Linked DNA regions of Mus musculus: regions 1 and 2 are each linked to region 3. A link is a contact called in public promoter capture Hi-C data. All regions are on one chromosome and are shown on one strand. The core of a region is the stretch at or near the end of the contact, and the rest is flanking DNA. Distances in the headings are between cores, read along the strand shown.

Region 1 (2,742 bases), core at 146-2,645, 3.3 Mb after region 3:
AGACAACTCCCTTGCAGCTAATGTAAAGTCTTTTTATAAAACTAATGCTAACTTAGGCTCAGTGATAAAAGCATGTAGGCCAGAGGTTCTTTCCAGTCCCCAGCCCTGCCAAATCCAAAGGAAAGGGTGTGTGTATCAGGACTAGGAAAACCTGGCATATTTTGGTTTAAGCCAGCACTATAAAGGGAGAAAGAAGAATAAACAAAGTGGGGACTCTCACATTAGTACCCCGACTCAAAACTGACAGGGTTGGGGGCCACCTGGTTTTGCTCTAAAATTCTCTTTCCAGTGAAGAGGGGTGGATGTGACGATTCTGCAGGGGGGAGGGGCATTGTGTAGGCCTGGAGAACTGTAACTAACCAGGTTGGTGTTTCCAAGTTCTGTTATCGCAACATCTCTCAGGTTTTAGGCGCCTCAGGAAGCTCCTTCAGGCCCTGCAGCTACTGGAAGCTACTGGAAGCTACAAGGAAGCTGAACCACTTATCACGCCCCCCCCACCTCTCCCCCAGGGCCCACCTGTGCCTCCAAGCTCCCTCACCTGTCACTTACTCCAGAGACCCCAGTAAAACCCATCCATTTCTCCCTTCGGAACTCAAGACTTCCCCGGTCATTCCTGTGCCCACCTGCATCGAGACTCCCACATCTGTACGAAAACACCAAATCCAGGTGTTATAAACACAAAGCCACTAGCTCCTTTGCGTGTCAGCACCGAAAAGGACACTGGTGACAGAAGATCTAGGCTCCCATCTCTACCTCGGCTTCGCTGTGTGTGCTGATGCCACGTACCTCCACATACCAGTAGCAAAACAAACAAACAAAAAACAAAACAAAACATAGATAATGACTTACGTAGTAAGTGGCTGACAGCCTCCAGTCCCGGAGGGAGGTTGGGGCTTCTCTCTGGACAGCTCCGCCACCCGGCCCTAGGGCGTTCCCATGCCAGCCCCGGGCCTGCGAGCACAGGCTCCACGACCCACCCACAGCGAACGCAGCTCCCCCTGGTGGCCGCGCGGAGAGTGGAGCCGGCCGTGACCACCCATCAAACCTCCCCTCCTGCCTTCTAACATCTAGACCTCCGCACAGCCCGCGAGGTCGCCAACAAGCCGGGGACCGCGCGAGATCGGAACGAGACAGGCCCCGTTTCTCCCGTCCGAGGCTTCCCACCGCCCACCCCGCCTTGGAGAGCCCAAAGAAGTGAGCCCGTGACAGCCTCCGACACTGCATGAAAAAGGCGTGAACCGTCACCTACCTGCACCCCAGCCTCCCCACACGAGAGCAAACAGCCCGGGCACGCTCGCGAACATCGGACCCTGAGCAAAACAAGCCTTTATAGCGGCATAGTCCCCCACAACGCGCAAGCGCGATGCACAAAGCTTGCGCAAGACCGAAGGGAATCGTAGTCCCTCATCCGGCAGCCCCCAGCGCCGCACACCGCAAAAGACTACGTTTCCCAGAAGCACCGCTGGTGCCCGGGATGGGGTGCAGGCTGCTCACAGTACCCGCGCGCATCTCGTGCTGCCCCATCCTTCCCCGGTTTCTGATGCCCAGTCTGGAACCTTCTCTGCCTTAGTCACGGGGGCTGGGCAGGCGGGTCGGGGTAGCCGGTGGCGCTGTATTCTCTGACAGCCAGAGGTTCAAAGTCAGGAACTTCCAAATCTATGCGGCGGTTCCACGTGCCAGAAAACATCGTGAAGGTCATCATAGCCTGCTTCTGTCCAGCCCCAACTCTTAGCTGTGGTGTCACTTAATGGGTGCATGAGTCCTCCACGTTCTGCATGAATGGTACCTTTGGATCTTTTCTCTTACCCATCTATCTCAGCTTCTTGACTTCTAAGTAGTGAAATGCCAGAATCGCAATTTCCAAAGTGACAAGGGATGTCAAAATGATATACTAACTAATCAATCTATTTTTATAAATAAATGTAAAGCTCCCGAGGCATTAGTCGTTTTATTTTTTCTATTTTATCTATTTTAGTATCATAATATAAAGACTACTCTATTGCATGCCTCCCAACCTTTAAACTACCCGGGGCTTGTTTATGGTTACCCATTTAAGGGATTTAAAAAGAAAGTAAACTGGATTGTCCATCATACAACTACCTAGTTAGCTACTGTGAACACTAATGTCATAAAGCTGGACTTATTGACAGGATGTATATTTGACACACAGAAAGCTCAGGAAGATAGGCAGTGTTCAGAGCTGGGCTTTCAGGAAGTTGGATCATGAAGACTCTGAGTTAATGAACGGTTTAATATTGACTGATTGTTCCATGTCACTATTAGAAGCTAGTAGAATATGAGGACTTGGAGGCTTGTTAAAGGAAGTTGGTCCCTGGAAGTATACCTTTGAGAGATGTGTGTTACCCCTTCCTGTCATGATGTTCAGCCTTGTGCCGAGCACACACTAACAAAACCAGTTCACCATGGATAAAAACCTGAGCCAAAATAAGTATTTTCTCCTTTAAGTTCATGTTTTCTCCGGTATTTGTCATATTGTCATAATAACAAAAAGCTGATTATGTTTCACTATTTTAAAATTAAGATATATATTGTTGGGGTCAAGGAGTCGCCAGACAAACCACCAAACACTGATCTCAGGCAGACAGGGATAGTTTATGGAGCGTATGTCCTGGGACTGACTGATCAGGGTCAAAGACCAGACTCAGGAGCTGACTGCAACCTCGAGCCAGAATCTACAGAGCTTTTTAAGTCTGAAATCCACAAACATCTGTGTCAAGTTCT
Region 2 (2,766 bases), core at 220-2,719, 3.6 Mb after region 3:
GGCTTGGTCCCCCATTCTGGTGAATGGCTTCTCAGCAATGGTGGTCATGAGTCATCTCAAAGCTCAGGACCCCTGCTTCTTATGAGGTCAAGGGACACTCCATGGGCGTGGGTGGTGGTGGTGGGGTACCTGGCTAGATCCAGCTGGAACAAAGGTTTCAGTTCTCACACCCATTCCTGCTTCCTGCATCGGCCCTAAAGCTTCAGTCCCCAGGGTGGCAAAAAGCCACCTAAGCCACCTTTTCCAACAGGGTCTCCTGAGGAGTTCTTGTCAATGTTGGGCTTGAGCTGTTAAAGGCAGGGGTTGGGTTTGATTACTTCCTACTGTCTTTAAGCTAAGCCTGGGACCATGTACACAGCAGGGACCCAGGAGGGTGTTGAAAGTAGATAGACATGTGGATCAAGTTCAATAGTATAGATGGTGTTCAGAAAGAGCACTGGGCTGCTGTAACTTGGACTCAAGTGGTAAGTGAAGAAAACAAAAACGTGTATGCAGAAGTGGGTAAGAGAAAGGACACCTGGGCCAAGCACCTGGTGTCATTGTCTTCTGCAGGCCACCAGTCTCAGCCAGAAACCAGCAAGCAGCTTTCCAACACTCTGAACCCACAGCCTGGCGGATCCCGAACCTCAGTTTCCATAGCTGAGAAAGGCTGAGGCCGGGTTAGGGTAGGCCATCTGTCCTCACACTTTCCAGGGCAACCTGCAGCATTGGTCCCGTAGGGCAACCCTTGGGTTTCACTTACCAGGGTCTGCTCGTACTGCAGCGCTCGAGGCTCCATCCCTTCCCCCGCCGCCGCCGCCGCGGCCGCCGCAGCCGTTGCAGCCGCCATCTCGGTGCACTGTCCTCTTGCCTCCCTCTGCTTCTCGGCCTTGACTCAGCTCCCGGCCCGCTGAGCCCGCGCCCGCACCCGTCCCGTCCCCTCAGCCCAGGCGGCCGAGTGCAGAGTGCGACGGGTCCCCGGGCGCGCGCCGCAGGCTCAGCCTCCCGCTAGCGTCTCCTCCTCGGCGGGCGGGCCGAGGGCGGTGCCCTGCTTTGCTGCTCCGCCCCGGCCCATCTGCAGGGGCGTCCCTGCCCGGCCGGGGTCTGCATTGGGGCCGCCTCCTGGTGTCCGGAGAGGCGGCAGGGGGCGCTTGAAACACGATCTCGCACCCCTTCGCCACGGAGGCCCGGGATTAACCCAGCGCCCTGAGGGTGCGGGGGCCGGGCGGGGGCGGGTCTGCTGGCACGTGGAAGGGACGGGCTCTCCCGCGGCTGCAGCGTTGTGCGGGAGGGGCTGGAGATGTGGGGACTCTTGAACTGGGGTAGGGGGCTACTGACAAAAGCTAATTCGGGCTCTCTAAGCCAGACCGGACAGGGGCAGCCTCTGCTTCACACTTTCAGGCGGCTCAGACGCATCTGGGAGGATGCCCGAGAGCCGGCTCCCTCCTTGCCTCCCTTTCTCCTTCCTTTCCTCCGGGTTCCCCCGGGAAGGTGCACCTGGAATGGCTAGGCCTGGAAAGAGGGGCGGAGGTGGAGGTGGGAGGGGACGGGAAGGGGTGAGGCCCGAGGGAAGGGAGCTATTGGTGCGGGGGAGGCCGCTCCTGGGAGGCGGGTGTGTGTGTGTGTGTGGGGGGGGGGGGGAGCAGAGGTCGCTCCTCCCAGGCACCGCTTAAGGGGGAATTTGAGTAGCTGCTGACGCCCTGAGGAAACGGCCTACTGAGGCTCCACATTGTCTTTCGGGGTCCTGGGAAGGACAAGAAGAAGGTGTCGAGGGCACAAAGAGGATGGGCAGCGTTAGGTTGGAGCCACTGGAGAGGACAGTGTCCAGAAATCTGTGGAGAAAGAATAGTACCAGGATGAAGACTCATTCAAGAAACAAGAGGGTGCCCAGCACAGGGGCTGTAATGAGAGGAGGTAGCACCTAGAAAGAAGGTATTGCGAGCTGTCGCCTCCCAGTGAAAGGCGCACTTCAGTGTCCAGAAGAGGGTGGTATAGTGGGGTGACAGGCAGTACCAAGTTCAGTTGGCAGTGTTCTAGGGGATCAGTGTGAGGCTAGTGCCAAGCAGGGCCAAGGGAAGACGGGAGTGGCGAGGAGGTGAAGCCCCAGGGGAGGGCACAATGCGGGCTTTCCTTTCCCCGAGAGTGACATCATGGCAAATTCCCAAACCGGACGCACCCGGCTCCGGTGATGTCTAGCTGGTCCGAGCCAGCTCGCACCAGCTTTGGGGATCTTGGTGACAGTCTGAGGGGCTGGGCACCGGGTCCTGGAGGGCTGGTGCTCTGCGGGCGGGGTTCTGCTCCACCTGCCTGCAGCGCGGACTGTGCCCTCGGCCGGCACGCGGACTTCAGGGAAGGGCTAGGGCCGGGCTTCTCTGGGCCAAGGATCAAGGTTCCTGGCTGGGTTAGGCCCCCAAGCTTTCCACGCTTTGGGATCCACAGTCTGAAGAGGGCGCCGTCGAGCCGGGCGCAGCGCGGTACCCCGTCGGAGGTGGGACTTAATCTGTCCCCGCCTTGGACGGAGTCACCGAGTTTTGAGACTCGCCCACAAGGCCCGAGCACCTCGGAGGTGGCCCTTCCCGGCGGAAGTGAAGAAGCCCCGAGAAGGAGGCAGCGGAAGTGGCTGCGTGACTGCAGCCCGTGCGCACGCGCCCTCGGCCTCGTTGCCGCTTTTGGGGCGGTACTCTGCCCTGTCTTACTTTTCTCCACGTGAGGGGGTGCGCGAATCCCCAGTGGTGGCCGCGCGCTCACATCCTCTGCAGCTTTCGTGCCCTTCGCGATGGCGGGCAT
Region 3 (2,852 bases), core at 101-2,600:
TGCAGCAGACTCCCCTATCTTAACCTGGGGGGAGGGGGCTAAGAGCTTGAGACTGGAGCCTTTCCAAATCTGGGGTCTCCCCTTTGTACTGGTTCCAGCCTTGGAATATGGTTCTCAGCATCCACCTTATCCTTTTAGCTAGAGATAGCTATCTCTATCTAAGACTATGATCCAAGCACTGACCCTTTTGTTCCTCAGGCTCCTTAGCTGGCCCGACAGATGCCCTTTCATCATTGCACTGCTTCCCAGAGGCCCACAGTAGTGCAACAGGGAAAGAGTGTCCAACAAGCCTGTCAGTCTCACGGGGTGGGGCGGGGCATGGGGAGTTGGGGTGGCTGGAGTGGGATCTTAGACCTAGAACGCATGCCCACCTGGGCGGAGCCTCGGCCTGAGCAAAGGATGCCCTCTGACCCCAGAGACACGGGCCTGGCTACAATCTCAAGTTTCCATGGAGAAGAGAGTAAAATGAGCAGGGGGAGGGTACGGCCTGCAGGCCTGAGGGGCCAGGCCTGGAAAGGGAAGAAAGAAGGAACAGTAGGTGAGGTGGTCTTCGAGGCTGGTCCCAGATGCTTTGACAATACCATTGCACTGCTTCTCACAGCACAGTAGTGCAACCTAGTCAGAGCACCCGCAGCCAGCAGGAAATCCATCGCCCTCGCTGCACGCAGGGCTGCGCTGGAAATTCAACCACCATGGGTGGGTGGGACATCTATCCAAGCTCGGAGAACAGACGGGATTCCAGCCCGGATGCAGTCCTCTGGACTTATTAACTTCAGGGAACTCAAACTTTCTCTAACAGGCTTCTGATTCTGGTGAGGTACTCCAAGGAGGGAGCTGAAGGGCGAGCACCCGAGGGGGCTCAAACACAAAGGAGAGAGGCCTGCGCTCAGTTGCAGAGGGGAGCACAGTGGGACTACTTGTACCCTGTTTCAGACCAGAACTAGAATAAGAGGGATACTTCACTCCTTGCACGTGAGGCCCTTGGAGTCCGAGATCCGGTCCTTGGTCCATTCCCCCAGTATGAGTTCTGCACTCTATCCTAACAGATTCTCCTGCCTAGAAGAGCAGAACTAGGGCTTCCTGGCATCTGGAGTTTCCCTGGCCTCACCGCACACCCTATCCCAGACCAGTTACTCACGTGGACAGACACCTCTTGTTCTCACCAGGGGGACAAGGTGAAGCTTAGTGGAAGATCCAGGTAGGCGGCGGCCCCGTCATATCTGGACAACCCCGCACCTCAGCACCTCGTGGCGCCCTCTCTCCCTCGGCTCCATCTTTAACCATCTGACAGTCCCGAGGGCCGAGCCCCGGGCCTCAAGGCACAGCGCCAGCCTCATTGGCTTGCGCCTACACCAAGCTTTGCCTCCTGCGCACCTATTGGCTGCTGCTGGAAAGATTTCAAAATAGCCTCCAGGCTCCGATTGGCCAGGCGCCCGAGTTTTGGCTCCACCGTTTTAACAATGAGTTCTACAAACACTTTCTCCTCATTCATAACTCTTGAAAAGGAGCTCTGTCCGCCTTTTCCCAGCTCATTTCTCTGTAGTTATTATAGTGATACTCATGAGGGCGCGTCCATGCTTACTACACAGCTCACCAAATTAGCGAGGGCTCTGAGATCCCGGCAAAGTGTCCTTTGGCCAAGCCAGCGGTTGAATGAACCCCTAGGGGATGCTTCGTATTTCGCGAGAAATTTGTTCATTGCTCCTCCAGGATGGGACATTTACTTAAAAACCGTGGCCTTCCCTCTTTCTGTCCAACTTCAGAGCATCGTCATCAGGAAACCTCTGGCTGGGCTGAGGAGGCCCTGGCACTTTTTGTAAGTGAAGAAATGCTCTGATGTCATTGATGTCATTGAGAATGTGAACCACTTTATGGGTAAGAGTTCATTAAGTGACCTTTCTGAGCTAATATGTCCAAAGATACACAGCACCTAGCACCCAGAACCTGAGGTGTTCTACTCAGTTCTGTCAGCGAAGGGAAAAACAGAGTTTTGCAGCTGGCGTCTGAGCTTTACCCCTAGTTATATCCATATGAGACAGGGAATCTTTACCCCCCAGCTCAAAGGCTGAAAGAAAATATTTTTAAAGCAGACAGAGCTGGTTTTCGATCTTCAAGAACTCATTTTGTCCACTTAATTTTAAATGTAATTTTTTGTGTATGGGTGCTTTGTTTGCCTGTCTGTACCACCATGTACATGCCTAGTGTTCAGGGAGGTCAAAAGGCTTTCTATCCTCTGCAACTGAAACTATAGAGGATTGTAAGCAAACACATGCATGCTGGAAATGAAACCCATATGCTCTGGTAGAGCAACCAATGCTATTAACACTGACCCATAATATCTCAGTCCCTACATTGTTTTGTCTTCTTTGGGAAAAAAAAGAATGCTGGTTTTTTGAGACATCGTATATCACGGCTGGCTAGTTGAGAACTCACAGAGTAGACCAGGCTAGCCTTGTGCTTATGGTAATCCTCCTAGGTTTTTGCAGTACTGGGGATACAGCCACCACACTGCATCGCTCCACACAGATACAAAATAAAACATCCAGAAATTCCAACATTTGGGAAGTGGAGAAAAGAGCCAGAAGTTCAAGACCAGCCTGAACTACATGAAATACTGTCTTTAAAGAGAGGGGGCTCACCAGAAAGAAGGCTCAGTGGTTAAGAGGGTTGGCTGCTCTTCCAGAGGACTCAGGTTCCATGCCCAGGATCCACAAGTTGTCTCAAAGGCATCTGTAACTCCAGTCCAGTATCGTCTTCTGGTCTCTAAAGCCATTGCATGCATAGACATATGGGCAGTCAAAACACCCATACACATAAAAATAAAAATCAAATGTAAAATTAAAGTGTTTTGC

The links. Promoter capture Hi-C pulls out the DNA fragments that hold promoters and counts their contacts.
Region 1: a contact with region 3 is called in a promoter capture Hi-C map of pre-B cells. The contact joins the promoter of Abcc5 here to the promoter of 2610318N02Rik in region 3. A contact is called at or near these places in 3 of 39 promoter capture datasets (frontonasal cranial neural crest, maxillary cranial neural crest and pre-B cells).
Region 2: a promoter capture Hi-C map of pre-B cells shows a contact between it and region 3, with 2.7 times the contacts expected there. The contact joins the promoter of Clcn2 here to the promoter of 2610318N02Rik in region 3. A contact is called at or near these places in 1 of 39 promoter capture datasets (pre-B cells) and 2 of 9 other capture datasets (adipose tissue and liver).

Annotation. Positions count from the first base shown.
Region 1 is chr16:20,424,999-20,427,740 of GRCm38.p6, forward strand. It overlaps Abcc5 (ATP-binding cassette, sub-family C (CFTR/MRP), member 5), which reads right to left and starts at 1,396. Exons shown (of 30, transcript NM_013790.2): 1 at 1,250-1,396.
Region 2 is chr16:20,715,167-20,717,932 of GRCm38.p6, forward strand. It overlaps Clcn2 (chloride channel, voltage-sensitive 2), which reads right to left and starts at 1,470. Exons shown (of 24, transcript NM_009900.2): 1 at 743-1,470. The coding sequence starts at 829. It overlaps Polr2h (polymerase (RNA) II (DNA directed) polypeptide H), which reads left to right and starts at 2,660. Exons shown (of 5, transcript NM_145632.2): 1 at 2,660-2,766. The coding sequence starts at 2,756.
Region 3 is chr16:17,123,852-17,126,703 of GRCm38.p6, forward strand. It overlaps 2610318N02Rik (RIKEN cDNA 2610318N02 gene), which reads right to left and starts at 1,351. Exons shown (of 7, transcript NM_001358255.1): 1 at 1,139-1,351. It overlaps Mir130b (microRNA 130b), which reads right to left and starts at 291; the gene lies at 210-291. Mir301b (microRNA 301b) reads right to left here and starts at 645; the gene lies at 549-645.